Regions from separate parts of the Mus musculus genome. Here all the other regions are linked to region 2. The links are chromatin contacts, called in public HiChIP or PLAC-seq maps. All regions are on one chromosome and are shown on one strand. Each heading gives the region's core, a stretch centred on a gene start, on an enhancer-like site or on the middle of the called end of the contact. The rest is flanking DNA. Distances are from core to core; before and after follow the strand shown. Region 1 overlaps Adk (adenosine kinase). Region 2 holds the start of Samd8 (sterile alpha motif domain containing 8). Region 3 overlaps Adk (adenosine kinase).

The links. HiChIP or PLAC-seq counts read pairs in DNA pulled down with a chosen protein or histone mark.
Region 1: an H3K4me3 HiChIP or PLAC-seq map of bone marrow-derived macrophages shows a contact between it and region 2, with 5 times the contacts expected there. The contact joins the enhancer-like site here to the promoter of Samd8 in region 2. A contact is called at or near these places in 7 of 39 promoter capture datasets (the C10 cell line, cranial neural crest, frontonasal cranial neural crest and 3 more), 2 of 15 datasets of contacts at CTCF or cohesin (large pre-B cells and stem cell-derived epiblast-like cells), 1 of 484 Hi-C or Micro-C datasets (large pre-B cells), 5 of 115 datasets of contacts at active chromatin or transcription factors (the 230-238 cell line, bone marrow-derived macrophages, embryonic stem cells and 1 more) and 5 of 9 other capture datasets (adipose tissue, embryonic stem cells, liver and 2 more).
Region 3: a contact with region 2 is called in an H3K4me3 HiChIP or PLAC-seq map of bone marrow-derived macrophages, with 2.6 times the contacts expected there. The contact joins the enhancer-like site here to the promoter of Samd8 in region 2. A contact is called at or near these places in 13 of 39 promoter capture datasets (the 3T3-L1 cell line, 3T3-L1-derived adipocytes, the C10 cell line and 9 more), 3 of 15 datasets of contacts at CTCF or cohesin (the NIH/3T3 cell line, pro-B cells and stem cell-derived epiblast-like cells), 1 of 484 Hi-C or Micro-C datasets (the CH12 cell line), 6 of 115 datasets of contacts at active chromatin or transcription factors (bone marrow-derived macrophages, embryonic stem cells, large pre-B cells and 1 more) and 2 of 9 other capture datasets (adipose tissue and macrophages).

What each region holds. Positions count from the first base shown.
Region 1 is chr14:21,334,598-21,337,297 of GRCm38.p6, reverse strand. The region is part of intron 7 of Adk (adenosine kinase); the gene reads right to left. Among named protein-coding and RNA genes, the nearest start is that of Gm52152, 83 kb to the left of the region's middle. Within about 2 kb of position 1,432, at least 20 of the 459 cell types and tissues checked have an H3K27ac peak or open chromatin away from gene starts, as enhancers often do.
Region 2 is chr14:21,749,192-21,751,891 of GRCm38.p6, reverse strand. Samd8 (sterile alpha motif domain containing 8) reads right to left here and starts at 1,361. Exons shown (of 6, transcript NM_026283.3): 1 at 1,112-1,361. The coding sequence starts at 1,285.
Region 3 is chr14:21,298,680-21,301,379 of GRCm38.p6, reverse strand. The region is part of intron 6 of Adk (adenosine kinase); the gene reads right to left. Among named protein-coding and RNA genes, the nearest start is that of Gm52152, 120 kb to the left of the region's middle. Within about 2 kb of position 1,424, at least 27 of the 459 cell types and tissues checked have an H3K27ac peak or open chromatin away from gene starts, as enhancers often do. A contact at or near this core is called in the CH12 cell line, bone marrow-derived macrophages and pro-B cells, where this site is marked.

The DNA.
Region 1 (2,700 bases), core at 183-2,682, 410 kb after region 2:
TGACAGATTACAGCACCCCAGCTTCATAGAGGATCCTGATCTCTGCATGCAGACACCAGGAGAACCTGATCAGACAGCCTTATTGAATTCCTCCACTTCGTTCCTTACCATCAAAGTCTGCCCCTTTATATCCAGTCACATTTCTACATAAATACACTTCCTATATAAGGAAGTCTACATAAAAAATAAAATAGGTGGTGGTGGTGTGCAGCTTTAATCCTAACACTCTGTGAGCTCGAGGCCAGCCTGGTCTGCAGAGTGAGTTCCAGGACAGCCAGGGCTACACAGAGAAACCCTGTCTGAACCCCCACCTCCTAAGACAATGAAAAAGGCAGACATCAAGAAGCTGCTGCATTAACTTCATATGCCCCAGTACAGGGGACGCCAGGGCCAGGGAGTGGGAGTAGGGGGAGGGGGAGTGCGGGGGAGGGCATGGGGGACTTTTGGGATAGCATTGGAAATGTAAATGAAGAAAATATTTAATAAAAAAAAAAGAAAAAAAAAAAAAAGAAGCTACTGCATTAAAACAGCCAGGGACAATGACATGACAACTACAGGGGGACATTCGGGATGGTGTGGCTGGGACTGTCGGAACTGCATCATGCATGCATCATGCTCACTGATGGTATGGTCTGAGAGATGCATCCTGGGGTGATGCTGGCATGGTGTGGACATCACAGAGTGTACTTACACAAACCTGAAGGTACAGGCCAATCACTCGATGCAATCAACAGACAGTAAGAAGCTGAGGATGCAGCTCAGAGGGAAAGAGCTTGGCTAGCATGCAAAAGGCCCTGGGTTTAATCCCCAGCACCACAAAAGAAGAAAAAAAAAAAAGAGAGATGCAGTAAATAAAAGATACATAAAACTGCTGCTGCATAACACATTCAGGTATTAGAATAAACGTTTAAATAAGCAGATGCACAGTTTGAAAGTCATTGTTAAAGTACAGTACAGCAAATTCATAAGCCGGCGGTGACGCAATCATCAAGTTATGGGCTAGTCACAGGAGAACTGCTGTACTTTTGAATGCCTGGTCGGTTTATTTACACAAGCATCTCCATAAACAAGTGAACAATGTGTTTCACTATGATGCCTGTGCAGTCACCAGATGATAAGGACTGTCACTTTCCCTCTAGTCTCAGAGGACCACTACTGAACAAAACATAGCTAAGCAGTGCCTGCCTATTTATAGAAGAAGTGTCCTCTGGGAACAGCATGACAATTGCTGTCTTAAATCAGAGCAGCTGTGATCACCCATAGGAGATCCCACCAAGGAGCTGGGTCTATTAACATCGCCTTGAAGCAGGAGGGGACAAGGGTCCTTAAAGGCTCGACACACTCTCCTGCTTCGTTCAGCTGCAGGCTAGCACTGCAGGTGATAGTGTGCACTGGAGGGGAAGGCCGACTAGCGTGGGGACTGAGAGATGCACTCGTGCTGAGGTGGAGTTCTTCACACCACAGCTGCCTCAGTGCCGAGTACTCCCCATACCCACGTTGGCTCACCAACCTGCACATGTATGGAATCACTGCTTTGACCTGTCAGTGCCCTGTCTGCGGTGTCTCTCTACACCTTCCCGGGCAGAGTAAAGCAAGGACACTGTGGGAGAGTCAGAAGTGATTGCTCTGACATCAGTTACTCTAAGACAATGATTATCAGAGTCTCCTGGCTGCAGAATGCCGTGTGTCTATCTTCACCATAAAATTGTCATACATCTGGAAATGCAACGAGGCATTGTAACTTCAAGATGCTCAAAGGCTACTTACTCCAGCACAGAAAGTATTATACATGGATCAAAGACCCAATACAAGAGCTGAAATTCTGAAACTGGTAGAGGTAAAATACTAGAACATATAGGTGTAGACAGGGAATGTCTGGAAAAGATTCCAAAGCAGGGAAAATAACTCTAGGAACCTACAAATGTGATTACACGAAATGAAAATGCTTCTGGGAGAGTGAGAAGGATCAGTGGGTAAAGGCACTTGATGCCAAGCCTGATGACCTAAGCTCACACTCTGGGACCTACATGGTTCAAGAAAAGAACTGAGTTCAACAAATTGTCCTCTGGCCTCCAAACACACGGCATGGTGTACACACAACACAAACACACACACAGAAACACACACTCTCTCTCTCACTAAATAAATGTGATTAAAAAAAAAACTTTTAAAATTCTTCCACATAGCAAAATAAGTAATTACCAGAGTGAGGAGACAGCCTATAGAACAGGAAAAAGCCAAAACCAAAACCAAAACCAAAACCAAAAAAAAAAAAAAAAACCCCAAAACCCCAAAAAACCAAAAACCAACAACAAAACATCTTTCAACTATACATCAAGGAATTCATATCTAGATACTAAAAATATAAAGAACTGGGGGAAAAAAAGCCCTAAATATTCCACACCCCCCCCCCCCCCCCCCCCCAGTCATTGAGTCAGTAGACAGGCTGATGAATTAAGGTGTGGTAGCATGGGCTTGTAATCTTAGTGTCTGGGCAGCAGCAGGGAAATTAGGAGTTCAAAGTCATCCTTCATACATAACAAGTTTAAAGCCAATCTAGGGCACATGAGTCCCTGTGTCAGAACAACAACAAAAAATACAAACAGCCAATAAAACTCTGAGAAAGTATCCAACATCCTTAGCCATCAGGGAAGTGAGGATTGAAACTGCTGAAACTGCCATGAGAGTCCATCTCATTGC
Region 2 (2,700 bases), core at 112-2,611:
AATCACCTTTCAAATTTTGTACGAGGTAACTCCAATCCTCGAGTTACCAATGGGGACGATCTTGTAGGATTCTGGACTATGGGTGGCTTCACTTCTTGTCGTAAATGACCTCTTAAACCCAAGAATTTCCACGGACCATATTTCCACCCTGTGGCCAATATGCGGGCCAACTCAAGCTGTATTCAAGTGTTAACAATTCGCACTGAATTATCTGTAAAATCCAAACGTCCAAATTCCCCTTGCAGATTTAATTTTTTTAATTTAAAGGTAATGTACTAAAGACTTACACTTGCCTGACATCTGAACCTTCTTAAAAACGAAGCACAGAGGAGAAGAAACCACTCGCGTCAGAAGAAATCTGAGTGACATCTTTATTTTCACAAATCACTACCCTCTACGAACATCACTTCCTCTCTCCGATCGCCTCCCCCAGTCCCTGTACGAGAATCAGCGATGCATACCCGCCCCTCGCAATCTAGCTTCTTAAAGGGATCACAAACAGGCAAGCCCCAAAGCCGTCATCCACTACCCAGAGATTTTTGACACCTTGAAAGACACTTACCTGTAAAAAAGCCAAGGCCCTAAATTAGATCCCCAAGGGCTCCTTTTTTTCCCCTGGACTTTTCCTCTCTAACCTTTAGGCCAAGCTCCTTCCCACCCGACAGCACCTCCCTCTTTCCAGGCAACCCTAACTCCCGCCCTGCGAAACCAGCCACCATTCCCACCGAGTCAGGTGGCTGTCAGTCCCCACCCGGCTGCCTCGCCCTCATGCGGGTTACGGGTTACAGGAGGCCCGGGGCCAGCTCTCCCTATCCCTCATCTCTATGGCTACAACCCAGGGCACCTCCTCCTCCAGGTCTGGATTCCGGGGACCCCTCTTGCACGTTCCTTCTCCCCTAGCCGGGTAGCAAGGACCCAGCCCCTGCGCCTCGTCCCTTGTTGCCCGCGGGTCAGCTCAACCCCCTGATTTTCTCCGGATTCCATTCCAGAGCGGCCTCCCCTGGCTTCCCCAACCGTCTCCCCGCGGCCCTTGGCGCCCCCGACTCTCCACTCACCCTTGGTTGCAGGCGCCCCCCAATCTCCCCTCTCATCAGCCTCGGCGCCCGCTCACCTCCGCGGTGGGAGCCGGGCTGCCGGGACCCAGCTCGGAGCCGGTGTCTAAGTCGCCGTTGGAGTCGGGGGTCCTCGGCGCGTAGGCGGGGCGCAGCGCCTTGAGAGTCAGACGCGAAGGCCGGGGGAGGGAGCCGGAGCGCAGGCGGGAGCCGGCTCGGCTACCAGCGGGCATCGCTCCGGCCCCTTTGGAGCCGTGCCGCCAGCAGCGGCCAGCCGAACCGGAACTGCTTCGGGAGGCGGGGCGCTACGGGGAGGGGGCGGGTCCAAAACCGGAAGAGGAGGGGAAACCCAAGGGGGAGGGGGAGAGCGCTTGCGTCATGCCCAAGCATAATTCATCAAAGGGTTTTAATGAAGATAGGAGAAGGCTTGTGGGTTGTTGACTGGGGTTGGAGCCTAGGAAGAGGCTATTATCCTGAGCCCTTTGAAGGGGCAAACCCCTTCTCAGTCAGTCCTCAAGTTGCATCATTTATTTGTTTTTCCACCTTTGGTGTTTTCGAGACAAGGTTCCTCTGTGTGTAGCTTCAGCTGTCCTGGACATCACTCTGTAGACCAGGCTGGCCTCAAACTCACAGAGATCCACCTGCCTCTTCCTCCCAAGTGCTGAGATTAAAGGCGAGTGCCACCACTGCCCAGCCCCGTTTATTGCCCCTTGATTTTGTACTGTGCTAGAGACTATACTTCAAATCATTGTTTCAACTCTGTAGATCTCATAGAAAGGTCAAGAAACATTGTAGCCTGACGTAGCACAGTTAATCCAAGCTGGTACCCAAGCCCAAGCTAACCTCAGACAGAACCTGGGTTCTTTCCTGCTACTACCATACCCCACCTTAACGGAATATCCCCTTCTAAAGCAAGCCTAACATTGGCAGAATCCACGTCTGAAGCCATCTGCAGCTTGAAATCTCAGCCCTCTTTGACTCTACTTTCTTGAACAATGCAGGACCGGCTTTGGTAGTTCTGAGGGAGAAGGGGGCAGATTCTAAGATGGACAGGAGGAGAACAGGGGCAGCCAGGAATCTGCCTAGTATGCTCAGAACCTTCAAGGGCTCCATGACACTGCAAAACATCTCATCTCCTGCAGCCCTTGTAGGCAGAGAACTCTCTTGTCCCCGTGCTTCTATAGGGGTAGAGGTGTTGCTCAGTGGTTAGAGCACTTGCTGCTCTTGCTGGAGACTCAGGTTTAATACCCTTTCACCTCAATGCCTCAAGTTCAATGCCACATGCCACCTCACAACCATCTAGAACTCTAATTCCAGGAGACCCACCCCCCACCCCCACTTTCTGGATACAGCAGGCATGGGATGCATGTGGCCCACATACATATTTGTAGGCACTCAAACATAATTTTAAAACTTATTTTATATGTATAAATGTTTGCCTGCATGTATTATCTGTGTTCTTAACCACTGAGCCATCTCTCCAGTACCAATAAAATATTTTTAATTATAAAAATAATGTTTAAAAAGTGGTTCTAGTGTCCAAAGATTCTCAGAGCCTTATTCTCAGAGCCTTGGGCAATGATCACCTCTCTGACATAAAAGGATCCATCAGCTTTCTCTTAAAAAAAAAAAAAATCTGCTATCTTCA
Region 3 (2,700 bases), core at 175-2,674, 450 kb after region 2:
AGTTGTCCTTAAAGAATTGTGGACAACACTAAAAATTGCCCAACTTTATTTTTATTGGACTTCACAGCATTTCTTTTCCTCATTTATTTGCATACGTGTTCCTGTGCACGTGAGTGCAGTGCCCTCCAAGTCCAGGAGGATACTCACGGAACACTATTTCTCCTCCTCTCCCTTCTCCCCCTCCTCCTCACATTTATTTCTATTTCATGTGCATCGGTGTTTTGCCTGCACATCTGCCTGTGTGGGCATCAGATTCCCTGTGACTGTGAGCTGCCACGTGACTGCTGGGACTCACACCTGGGACCTCTGGAAGAGCAGCCAGTGCTTTTTACCTCTGAGCCATCTCTCCTGCCACACTTTTTCTTTTTAAACGTAGGATCTCTCTTAACTACGTAGCTATGGCTGAACTGGGACTCTGTATGAAGACCAGGGTGGCCTTGAACTGCATGCCTCTGCATCTTACGTCCTGACTAAAGGCAGTGCCACTATGGACAGTAATCACTGAACACTTTCTAAAATTAAGTCTTTTCAGAATAAAATGGGGGAAAACAGTCAGTGCATAGTTTAAAAAAATACGGTAAGGTTGAGGGAATCCAGATAATTAGCACAATGGCTACCACCTAATTCATTTCCTACTGAAAAAAACAAAAACAAAAAACCAAAAGGAGGACAAGGACCATTAATTCTATGTACAAAAACATCTCTTAAAAACAACCTCAACAACAGAACCCCCAAAGCAAACAAGTAGAAACCTCCAGTGAATCCCAGAGTGAGAGATTCATAGCTCTTACACTCACACAGCACTAAGCCTTCTGGTACCAAAAGGCCCTGCTGTATTTCGCGACAGAGCAGAAATCATGGAAGTAAACAGGGAGGAGGATGCAAGGGGAGGGCCTGTGTCCACTCACTGTGAGAGAGGGGAAAGAAGGAGAAAGAGAGTGGGAGACTGCTCTTATGTCTGTCCATCCACCCACCCACCCTTCCAGCAACCGATGAAAGTTAGACTACTAACCAAAAGGTGCAGAGAGTAAAAGCACCATCCTCATTGACCTTCCTGTCTTGCTACCTAACAGATGTGTGTGTGTGTGTGTGTGTGTGTGGGGGGGGGGGTGGTGGTGGAGAGAATAACCGCAAAGGAAAAAAATGGGACAGAGATTAACCCAAGGAAGTTAAATTTCATGAAAAGCACTTTCCAGAATAGCAATAAATTTATAGGAATTGATAAACTAAAAAGCATAATGAGGAAAACAACCCCTACGCTGTTGTCAGTTATGATGAATTCTTTAGAAACACACAGACGCTAGGGGAAAGGCAGAGGAACTACAAAGGCTGAAGGAGGGGGAGAAAGAAGTTAGACTTCCCAAAAGAAGTTACTGTTAAAATATGACAGAGCAACGATCTCAAGACTCCAGAAGAGATGTATTTCTTCCTAGAATGCCACATGAATGAGGAAGTGAAATGTTAGACATGTAGGTTTCAGAGACTCTTTCTTCCTGTATTCTTTCTCAGAAAGAAGAGTGAGGGGGAAATGCAAGCTATCAAAAACCAAAACAAACCAATACCCAAACCAACACATTTAAATGAGGAGAGTATGTACGTAGGAGTCCTGCAATGGAACACTTAGCACAGATCTGACACGAAGGGGATTTAGAGCTGTGAGGATGCTTAGAGCAGAAGAATGAAGGGTCTCAAAAGCAAGGTCCTCAAGACGAACAGGGCAAGCAGACACGGCATGAAACACTAGTGGAAGAGTTAATGGGTGGCTGACCAGTTACTCTGTACAAAGTAATTAGCGCTACGAGGAGACACATGTATATAAGTCACCCTGATCACAGAGAGGCGACAGAAACAGGAAGATGAGAGACTTCAAAACTCCAAAAGAAAAATCACAAGAGTATAAAAGAACTTAGCTCCCAAAGGATGAATCAATGATCTATCTCTCTATCCATCTATCCACCCACCCACCCACCCATAACGTAGATGAATAAATTTGATTTAACCAAGTGTTTTATTGCAGAGTTAGTGAGGGGCAGGCATAGTCCAGGATGTATGTGTACAGGAGAGTCAAATGTCCAGCACTAAGTAAGCAGTAAGGATAGTGTCACACTATCAGCTATAATCTTGACAGTTATCGTGGGCTAGGTAGACTCTTCCCCAAGTCTTCCACATATATTTACCCACTTAGCTAAAACTAAAACCCTGGGGGGAAAGGCACCACTTTAATCTCATTAGATACTAAGGACACCGACACATGACACATAAGACAAATGGCTTCTCAAAGACCACAGCTAGGAAGAGATGGCACCAGGGATTTAGCCTGGACATTCTCATTCGAGAACATTTAAGAAGGGCTGTTCTAGATCCGCTCCTGTGCTGGGTGATGAGCAAAGCTACAAACAGAACCCCAGGCAGACAGCTAAACATCCTCCTGCAGCCCCGTTCCACCCTGTCCTTTTTCTTTCCTTCCTGGCTTTTATTTGCTTAAAGCTTGGTCTGACTTTGTTACCCACAGTGGCCTCAAACTTGCAGCAATTTTCCTACTTCAGTCTCCAGAGCGCTGAGATTACAGGTAAGAGCCACTCTGCCTGGCTCAATCAACTGTCTGTAATGCATTAAAAGTTGAGTTTTGCTTTAAGAAATGAGGCCAGGTGTGGAAGTGCACAACATAATGCCAGCACTCAGGAGGCAGAGGCAGGCAGA